Linked DNA regions of Mus musculus: region 2 is linked to region 1. Evidence: chromatin contacts called from public Hi-C data. All regions are on one chromosome and are shown on one strand. The core of a region is the stretch at or near the end of the contact, and the rest is flanking DNA. Distances in the headings are between cores, read along the strand shown. Region 1 has its middle 26 kb from the start of Gm31568. Region 2 has its middle 220 kb from the start of Gm24006.

Evidence for each region. A called contact is a pair of places that touch in the nucleus more often than the background predicts.
Region 2: a Hi-C map of the G1E-ER4 cell line shows a contact between it and region 1, with 2.9 times the contacts expected there. A contact is called at or near these places in 4 of 484 Hi-C or Micro-C datasets (the Ba/F3 cell line, the G1E-ER4 cell line and the HPC-7 cell line) and 2 of 130 datasets of targeted methods (the 230-238 cell line and acute myeloid leukemia).

What each region holds. Positions count from the first base shown.
Region 1 is chr19:35,123,388-35,128,763 of GRCm38.p6, reverse strand. No RefSeq gene overlaps it. Among named protein-coding and RNA genes, the nearest start is that of Gm31568, 26 kb to the left of the region's middle.
Region 2 is chr19:35,417,709-35,423,581 of GRCm38.p6, reverse strand. No RefSeq gene overlaps it. Among named protein-coding and RNA genes, the nearest start is that of Gm24006, 220 kb to the right of the region's middle.

The DNA.
Region 1 (5,376 bases), core at 499-2,998:
TTTGCTCACAAAGAACATTGACCTCTGTCCCCAGGGTCTACTTGGAGCCACATGGGGGAAGCTGGTTCTCTATGATCACATTGGACCACTGCATAAGGATCAGACCTGGGCGTATATTTGCTCATTAGAGGTCACGCTGCAGTTTCTTCTGATAAGAACAGGGAAGACTCATATCAGATTATCAATATTTTCTTTTAAAAGGCAATAGGAGAAAGAATCCCATAGCCAAGGAAAAGAAATGTAAAAGATCTTGGAAAATTCAGTTTGCCAGTGAGCTAGAATTTTCTGCTTTTCTCAATATCCTAGTTCAATGGATTGACAAGATTTGTAAGTGACCACACTGATCAGTAACCAGATACTCCCCTGCCCTCACCAATGACACAAGAATATGGGAGAAATTACTCCGGGCATCTCAGACTTCTCTCCTTTGACTCATTCTGCCACCCAGAGGAGACTCTATTTTCTAATTGACATTAAAAAAAATAGTATTAAGGAACAATACATGCCAGAGAAAGTACTTTCAAACTTGAACAATGATGAATCATGTAGAGAGCTTGTTGAAATTCATATCATGACTCAGTTGGGCTCAGACTTGTTCCCACATTCAGATGCCGGTCACTAAATTCAACCACCATATTCTTTGAGTCAGGAAATGATCGCTCCCACAGAAAAGGGATGAGGTAACGATGTCATACAAGACTCAGTCAGCCACCAGTCAGAGCAGAAACTGAACCAGTTCCTGGGGGCTGGTTTGGGGGGGGGGCAGGTTTTAAATGTGAATTTGTTTTAAAGTTGCAGTCAGTTGAAGGTATATCTGTATTACAGATGCATGCAAGTAAGGCTCCACTCCACTAAAAAGTAGAAATTATTTACCTGGAGTTATTTTTTTTTTATGTTGCTGTTAGTGTTTTATTTTTTTTATTTTTTTTATTACGTATTTTCTTCAATTACATTTCCAATGCTATCCCAAAAGTCCCCCCCCCACTCCCCTACCCACCCATTCCCATTTTTTGGCCCTGGCATTCCCCTGTACTGGGGCATATAACGTTTGCCTGACCAATTTACCTGGAATTATTAACTGGGAAAGATAAGCAACTCAAACACCAATTGCTACACTGCTTTGCTTGAACCACAACATGAGGAATGGCATACAATCTAAAATGGAAAAAAATCTCTAGAAAACTTGGAAGTAAGGGGCTACATGCCAGCACGTTACTGGGAAATTAATGTAGTCAGGGTAATAAACTCTCACTGAACTGAAACAGAGATATGCAGAGTCACCTTAAGAAAATAGAAACTCGACAAAGCCCACAGCACCTGGCTCCAGACTAATTCGAGGAGCTGATATATCTAAGGAAAAGAAGTATTCTTCATAAAGTTGGCCAGCATAGAGGCTTATAAAAGGCTAATCACGGTGTCTGTTTACTGGGAAAAGAGCCCCAGCTCAAGAATGTAGGAAAGCTGGCATCATCTATCCTCATCATGGGAAAAGCCGACTTACAGGACAGAACTAGTAGACTACAGCTCATTCTATGAATCTCGTTGAGGGGGTAAGATTTCACTAAGACAAAGGGACATGGTTTATTTCTACAGAGGCAGAGCTATGGCTGCTTTGTCACTATAGTTTGAAGAAGGGCTATATGGCTCACAAAACCTAAAACATTTGTTGTCTGACTGTTTAGAGAAGAACTTTCAAAACTTTATAAAACCCTTAACCAGGTAATTGGTTCCCGTCACTTTGATTCCACGCACCTCAAGCAAACTCGTGGTTTCGGTTTTGTTTCATAGGTCAGACACCAACAGCGGCAAGTGTCTCCCACAGCTCTTGGTTATTTTTAACTTATTTCTAGCCTAGATTTGGGGATTATTTTTTTTTTCTCATAGTGTCTGGGAGCTTGCCCTATCTGAATCATTTCCGTGAGTAATAGTTAGTTCCCTTTTCAATATGCTTTGTAAAATAAAGAAAATGAAACGCAATTCCCTGCACTTAGGAGGAAAACAGCTATGCATGTCGACTGTAGTAGGCTTCTTACTCATTCTGGAAAAGATCGGGGTTAAGGGCGAGCAGCAGGCCAGGGCCCAAAGCTGCACTTCACAGGGTTCTGTTTACTTCGGTTGTCATAGGAGCAGGACCCATCTTTACTCCCACGAAGGAAGGCAGACAGTCTCCCCAGATTCCAATGTTTCATTTCTGACTCGTAGAAGTCTCTGCTTTATTTTTAAACTTGACTTTTTCTTTTACTTCTTTCGATATTTTTATTTGAATTTCACATCTTCATGTGTTTGGCACAGATAAGATCCTCATATGAGCAGAACACGGTATGCTAGTTGCAAATTCCTTTCAATGACTCCCAGCAGGATCCATTTACTTGCTATAATTTATTGGATATTTTATCATTGTATAACCAACATTTGTTGAGTATATACCACATTGTGGATACCATAGCTAGTTTAGCCATCTGCAGGAAACGTTTGTTTCCTTTGTAGAGTCCATGGTTAAAGTATAATGGGGTGAATTTGACAACTCATCCTATATTAAGACACTCAACCCCTCCAAATTTCCTTAACAGCTAAGTTATTCTTTTCTAATAGATCTTTCACACATCTTTGATAACAGTCATGAAATAATACCTTGATAACCTACAAGGTAAGACATAATTTTCACATCTATCGCGCTGTCAATAAGGACAGTATTTATATTTGTATTTTGTTGTTTATTTATTGCATTCCACAGATGTCACAACAGCCTCTTTCCCTCAATGCAGCATCTCTAAGCATGGTGGGGAACAGTTTCCTGTTGGTGCACCGGGCTCTTTATGAATTTATCCATTTCACACTGAGAACTATCTAATTGTCTTTAGCTTCCATCTAAGGCAGTCCAATGGCCTTGCCTCTGAGTCACTGTGGAGTTTGGCCTGGTGATCCCTTCAGTACAGTAGACTGGAGATACAGAACTGACATCCTTCCCAGTGTTTTGCAAGCTTTGGGTGGCTCGTGTGGCTGTAGAGTTAACGGTGCCATCCAGAACACTCAGCAATATTTTCCCATTTAGAGGAAGAGCAAAAGGAGGAGGGAACTTAATGGAAATATAGCTGAACCAAATAGGATCTGTTCCAGCATTTTTCAATACAAAATAATGCAAACCTCTTAGCCATTAAGTCGCAGCTTAAGACAAAGTGCTTGAAATTACCTGTCATCACAGATTTTTTTACTGGTAGAAAGAAAAGCCCTCACGGTGTATTTTCAACTAACCGTATTGCCACCTAGTGGCCATTGAGGAAAATTAGTATCAGAAAATTGGAAGCAACTTTAGAAATGAAGACATTAGTAATACTGACAATAACTGCTAAGACTTACTGGATGTCTACAGTGTTCCTTGACTCTGTGCTCAAAACTGTATGTGTACTATCTAATTTATTCTCTTGACCATCCCCATTCCGTGGATGAACAAAAGAGGACTTTACAGGTTAGTTAGCATGTCATCTTTACACATCTACATAGCTAGCTACATAGATTCATAGTCAAGTCTACTGCATTTATTGAACGCTGTCGATGGTTGCAAAAAACGTCAGCTTAGACTAAAAGAACACGGTCGATAAACTGAAGCAAATTCACCCCCAAATGTTAGCATTTAAAGGAAATCACAACCTGCACTTTTCCACATAGGAAATAACCCACAACACATTCTAATCCTCTCCCAACTGATTTTCAATTGTGTAGTAATTAAAAAAAAGAAAACACATCTGGCATCTCTGAAACAGAATGGGTTCATTCGTTCATACAACAAGCTAAGCTTGGAAGATTGCTCTGTCATCAAGGTGCTTGGCGCAGTCATCAGCACCTGAGCTCAGATGCACTACACTCAAGCTACTGCGTATTCGTCTGAAATCCCAACACTGGGGAGGTGGAGGCTGGAAGATCCCAAGAGCTTTCCAGGCATGCCAATGTATTCAAAGAGGCAAGCTTCAGGCTCAATGATAGACCTTGTCTCAAAAGACAGATAGAGGGGGATAGACAGATGGCTGAGACCTCAAGAGTGAGGAACTGCTCTCATAGAAGTCTGGATTTGGATTCTAAGCACCCACACAGTACAAATAAACTGCAACTAAAGACTCCAGCAGGTCTCCGGCCTCATTGGCACCTGCACGCACATGTGCATGCCCGTACACACGTATAATTAAAAACACAAATAAATATTTTTTAAAGTAAGAGAGAAAATATTCAAGAAAGACACTCAACATCACCCTTGCCTATCCAAAGACATACACAGGAAGTGCATGTACACACACACACACACACACACACACACACAGAGAGAGAGAGAGAGAGAGAGAGAGAGAGAGAGAGAGAGAGTTACTGAACTCTAATGTGCTATGTTCTATACTGGGTACTAGGAATGCAGTAGAGCACTAGACACACCATCCTTTCCTGTAAGGAGCTTAAAATAGAGCAGAAAGGCACAGAAAAGTTAAATTATGTAGATTATAACACAGTAACACTCTGGAAAGAGCTCGCAGAAGAAATGCAGTGTTTTCTAACAAAGAAGAGCAACGCTCATTCCTGCAATGTGCGCACGGAGTGAGGAGACTGCGGGAACTGCCCACAGCAGGGCCCGTTAGGAAGGACTGTGTTGAGAAAGGGGACAATAGAACAGAGCACAGCCAAACACAGAGATCCTGAGCAGCAGAGGAAAGGGCAGGGCGTTCTGTTCGCACTCTTTTCTGTTCAATGGAGTTTGGTTTAAAGACCACATTCAAACTTTTAAAATAATACTTGGAACAAATTACTTGTACTTTAAATACTAAAACTACATGATATTTGAATTGTTTTGAAGAATCAGACCTAATAATGATTGCTAATTGAAGTTTTCATTGGTACTTATGAATAATTCAAATGTGCCTTAAATAGTCTTTTTAGTATGTGTTAAGATATTTAAAAAATAGTATGGCAAATAAAACACAAAAGGAACAGAAAAACAGAAATGCTCTCTCACCCATCCCCTCTGAGTAATCCCTATCCTTCCCCTCCTTACTTTTGCTTCTATTTTCATATCATTTATCCATACAAGATTTTATGTATTTATTTTAAAATGGGAAGCATAAATGACAGAAAACATATTTGTCTTCCTGAAACTAGCTTAACTCACTTTTAATATAATAATTTACATTTACATCCATTTTCCTAAAAACAACATAACATTATTCTTCTCTATGTCAGAAACAAGCACGGTCATTGTCTGTCTACAACTCATTTTCTTTGTTCCTCTGTAGGACACTGAGGCTGCATCCAGAACTTAGCTAAACTGTGAACGAGGCTTCAGTAAGCTTGAATGTGTGTGAATCCTACGACACAGTGGCTTGGATGAATACCTAAGAG
Region 2 (5,873 bases), core at 2,277-4,776, 290 kb before region 1:
TTTAAAAATAATGGTTATTTACCTGTGTGGATTACATTTATTTCTTTAGTGAGAGGGTTGCCCATGCCAGTACACACGTGTGGTAGTCAAAAGCCAGCTTCCTAGAGTCAATTTTTCTCCTTCCACTATGTGTTTTCTGGGAAGCAAAGTGAGGGCATCAGATCTAGATCACCCTTGGCCTGCTGAGCGTCTACCCTGTCCATAAACTAGTATTTAAAAAAATGAAACAATGAAGACAATTTTATTAAATTTTGTCTAAATTTCTGGGTGTGAGACATTCTTTTATTTTACTCTTGTTCTGCATGTTTGTAATATTTGTTAGGCTTTAAAATCACATTTTTATATTTCTTATTTTATTTGTGTTTGTGTGTGTGTGTAAAAAATCAAGTTCATTCTTTGTGGTTCTTTTCCCTGAAAAACTCCTGAAAAGCCTACCTGGCTCCCCCATACTCTGTGCTTCTGGGTGGCCAAACTGGCAACATAGATGTTAGGAATATAAATTGGGCTTTTTGTGGAATCATCAAAGCACCACTCATAGAAGCAGAACTAGTTGATATACATCAGTAGTTTCAATGTCTCCACGTCTTTGTTGTTCTATACTGATCCTTAGGTTTCTTGTTCTATACTTAACCCTCAGTGAACTGCTTAATGCCTGACTACTTCTATAAGGATAGAATTCTTTATTCAGGACCAATCAAGTGCTAATCCTTTCACCAATTCAAGAGAACTGATATAAAAATAACAATATTGGGCTCATTATTTTCAATTGCTAAAAAGTAAATATAAAGTGAAAGTATTTATAACATTCGACTTTTAAGTAATTTCTATAGGTGAACAACAAGAAGAATTACCATGGACTAATCAGAAATTGCAATGATTGGCAGCTAATGAAATATCTTCAATATGTAAAAAGAAAACTTTGTGAACCTAGAATTCAATATTTAACAAAACCACCACTTAATATTGAAACTAAAAGAATGATAATTTTAGACAAAGGAAAAAAATCATACCAATAACTCACTAGGTGCTAATGGATAAATATTTCTAAGTAAAAGGCAGAGATTATTGAAGCAATGTAAAAAACAAAAAACCAAAAATATCCCAACAAAACAAAACAAAAAACATAGAAAGCACAGCAGTGACAGGCAGAGACTAGAGATTAAGCTGCAAAAACAGAGACCCTTCCTCAAAAAGTACTCCTCTCTCATATGCTGTCTGTTAGAAATATACTTTATGGTTTTTTTTTTCCATTTTTTATTAGGTATTTAGCTCATTTACATTTCCAATGCTATACCAAAAGTCCCCCATACCCACCCACCCCCACTCCCCTACCCACCCACTCCCCCTTTTTGGCCCTGGCGTTCCCCTATACTGGGGCATATAAAGTTTGCAAGTCCAATGGGCCTCTCTTTCCAGTGATGGCCGACTAGGCCATCTTTTGATACATCAGCATCCAAACGCTGACACCATTGCATACACTAGCAAGATTTTATTGAAAGGACCCAGATGTAGCTGTCTCTTGCGAGACTATGCTGGGGCCTAGCAAACACAGAAGTGGATGCTCACAGTCAGCTAATGGATGGATCACAGGGCTCCCAATGGAGGAGCTAGAGAAAGTACCCAAGGAGCTAAAGGGATCTGCAACCCTATAGGTGGAACAACATTATACTTTATGTTTTATTTTTATTTTAAACTCTTCAAAGACTAGCAGGTTGATTCTAGATGTATCCATTAGTAATACTTGTCTAGGATGGGCTCAGCAAAGATAGGTCAGCATAGAAGTGCCATTTAGAGAGAAACACTCTAAACACCAAGCTGGAAATTCTTTGTTTCTATACAGAAAAAAAAGGAAGTACACATCAATTTTAAAACTCCAAATAAAATTATTATGTTTATGTTGCAAATATAAAGGAAACTTGTTTTGCAGAAAAGGTGCCAAAAAATATATATGACAGAAACAATTTAGTATTGTATTACCCACCCACACACTCACCCCGGGAGTCATGGAAACATTCTTGCATATTATTTTTTGTTATTTTATTTATTTACTATTTCAAATGTTATCCCCTTTCAAGGTTTCCCCCTCCCCCTGCCTCTATGTCAGTGCTCACCCACCTAGCATCCCTGTACACTGGGGCATCAAGCCTCCACAGGACCAAGGGCCTCCCCTCCCATTTATGCCAGATAAGGGAATCCTCTGCTATATATGTAGCTGGAGCCATAGGTCTCTCCATGTGTACTCTTTAGTTGGTGGTTTACTCTCTGGGAGCTTGGAACAGTGGTTAGATGCTGGTTGGTTGGGATTGTTGTTCTTCCTATGGGGTTGCAATCCCCTTCAACTCCTTCATTCCTTCCCCTAACTCCTCCATTGGGGTCCCCATGCTCAGTCCAGTGGTTGTCCATGAGCATCCTCATCTGTATTGGCAAAGCCTCTCAGGACAGCTATACCCACCTCCTGTCAGCATGAATACTACTCAGCTATTAAAAACAATGATTTCATAAAATCCACAGGAAAATGGATGGAACTAGAAAATATCATCCTGAGTGAGATAACACAGTCACAAAGGAACACACACTGTATGTACTCATTGAATAGTGGATATTAGGGGGAAAAAATGTTCAGAATACCCATGATACAACTCGCAGACCATATGGTCAAGAAGAAGGAAGACCAAAGTGTGGATGCTTCTGTCCTATTTAGAAGGGGGAACAAAATAATCAATGGAGGTAGAGGAATGGAGACCTTGAAGAGAGAGAGGAGAGGGAGGGAAAAGGGGACAGGATCAGGTGTGGGAGGAGACAGGAGAGAAGTACAGAGGCTCAGGAAATTGAATAGAAATATGTAGCAGTGGGGGATGGAGAACTAGTGATATCCAGTAGAAATTTCCAGATTCCAGGGAAGCAAGAGGTTCCCGGAACCCAACAGGGATGGCATTAGTTGAAATACACAAAAAAAAAGGGGAGATAGAACCTGTAGTGACCATATCCAGTGGATAGGCTTAGGTGCCTGTTGAGATATGGGGCCACCCACTCATCTCAAAAAATTTAACTCAGAATTGTTCCTGTCTAAAGGAAATTCATGGACAAAGAGTAGAGCAGAGACTGAAGGAAAGGCCATCCAGAGACTGCTCCACCTAGGGATCCATGCCATCTGCAGACACCAAACCCAGACAACTGTTGCTGATGCCTAGAAATATACTTTAAATATAAAACATAAATTCATGAAAATAAAAAGATAAAGAATTCACACCTCCAAAACTTAAAAAGTCAGGAGTAAAGGAAAGGGCTATCTCTGATAAATGTCTTTGATAAGAAGGGAGTCAAAACACCATTAAGAAACAGATGGCCTAAACTATACTGTCAACCTCTTTTATGTAATGGTTATAGCACACTAAACCCATTGTTTGCATGACATACAATCATGTCAGAAGTGCCCGGTGCATTCACCACATCAAACTCAGTAAACTAGGCTTCATGTGTTGACAAATGCCTGGATTCTTGTCCTCACCATAGACAGAAACCACAGCAGGGACAGGAAGAGATTAGAGACTATGTTAAGCAGCAAGGGGAGTGACCCTTCCTCCAAGATACTCCCTGCTCAGTGTTTTTCTATAACTTCCATAACAGTGCCACCTGCTGGGAACAAATGTCCTATTTATGATTTGTGGGAACAATTTATATTCAAGTCACAGGAGACAAAAAGTCAGAATGAGATAAATGTCACACAAGAACTCTGGAAATCCCTTCATAGAGTACTAGTGATCAATAGCCCTCCCACTATGCCTCACGTCTTACAGGTCCCACCAAATGTTAACAATACCACACTGGAGACCATTCTTCTCACACTTAAATTCACTCAAACCACATCCAAACTATATCAAAAAGTCGGCTCACTTCCTCTCTCAGGTGTATCAGTTGTGGTGGGATAGGTATATCACAAAAGTAGAGGCATAATGTCAGTCACCTTCAAATGCCCTACTCAGTTCATAGGACCTTTGCTCAGAGCTACTTGCAACATTATGGAGGGTTTTGTGTTTGTTTTTGCTTTTGAACTCTTGTAACCAGACTACACAAATGTGAAATTAAAAATAAAGCACATAATAGATTGTATATGGCTGTGGACAGTTTTTGAAGTAAACAAATATGGGTGTGAGTACTGTACTGGCATTCATTGACTTTAGGACCCTTAAAGGTAGTCTGATTGTTTCTTTATGTGCAAGACAAGAACCATACCACTTTGTAAGATTATTATAAAATGTAAATTTAGTTGTAGATATAAAATGTCCTAATTTTAATTCTTGCAGAAATCTTCCTTATATACAATATATATGTCTTGGAGATGTAAGATGCCTGCACTGCACAGAGGAACTTGGTGCTGACAGCTCAGAGAGCAGAATCTGTTTACCAGGCACACTGCATAAAAAAGTAAAGATTTTCTGGCAGTGAGATTAGTATAGCTTGCATGGAGAGCAAATTTAGTTCAATAACATATCCAACGGTGATTTCTAAAACTGTATCCTAATAAAAACGAACTTAAACACTTAGGCACAGCTAATTCTGAAATCCCATCATTAAAAACCATGTGTCAGACAGTCCTTTCAATTATGCAGAACTTTTAATTTCAGTTTTTAATTTTAAAGGTAGTTGTCATAGTAACTTCCAGGCACTGCTGGCAAATGGTACTAAAGAGATATGCAAACATTTTCATGGAGTTTTTCAATATGTTGGGAAAACATTATACAATATTTAACAGAAATGCTACAAGTCATAGCAAAGGAGAGTCCTCATAGAGAACTAAAATTGTTCTTGCCCTGAGGCTGTAACTGCATATGATGTACACTCTTGGGAAGGATAGGAAAAAAAAAAAAAACATTGTGACCTAACCTTTCTGAAAATGTTAACGAATTGTTGGAATTAAACAATCACAAATCCAATAAATAGTAAAATGGAAGAAACAGAATGGTGTTGGGAACACTTTCTTCTGTGTTGTCAGATTAGAACTTGCCTAGCTCCTACCATCTGGTGAGTATAACACTGAGTTCCTGTTGTTTTATAAGAAAACATTTGCTCTGGGGAAAGGTTGAAGCCCTAGGGTCTGGGTCTGAGGCCAGGGTAACAGACTGGAAGAAACTGTTCATAACCAATTCCTGACTAATTCTAAGAGTGAGCAGATTTTTGCTGTTTGTTGGTCAAACCACGATAAATAAGAAGGGTGTGATAGGGTGCCTGACAGTGAAGCTTCTCCCGGTCCTTCTTGTTCTGATGAAACAAAATGCCTATGATTAGATTACTTAAAAAGAGCCAAAATGTATTTCCCATAGCCATGCATATTATGAAGTTCAAGATCGAGGTGACATGATTGAGTGATGTCTTTCTTGTGCTATCCTCTTGGGCAGAAAAGCAGAGAGAGAAAGAGAGAGAGAGAGAGAGAGAGAGAGAGAGAGAGAGAGAGAGAGAGAGAGAGAGAGAGAGAGAGAGAGACTCACAGCCATATGTCCCTTTCACTGCAGTATTAGACCATTCATGAAGGTAGAGCCATTAGGACCAAAACGTCTTCCCAAATGTTTCTCTCCAATAGTGTTTCATTGAGAATTACTTCCAACACATGGCCTTGTGGTGACCCACAAAGAATATAACAAAGTCATTAACCCCTTCACAAATCTTAGCGACTTAGAATCATTGATGCTTATGTCACACTATGATCTCGGTGATTGTCCAACAGTGAAAGTATGCAACACACTTCCCCCATTTCTCAGAGAATTTCAAGAAGTTGGAATTCACTCCTGCTTTCAAAAAACAAGAAACAGTCTGAGATCTACTGTACCTCTGACACTAATACACATTAAGCACCCCTTTAACTCGAGCATGGATTT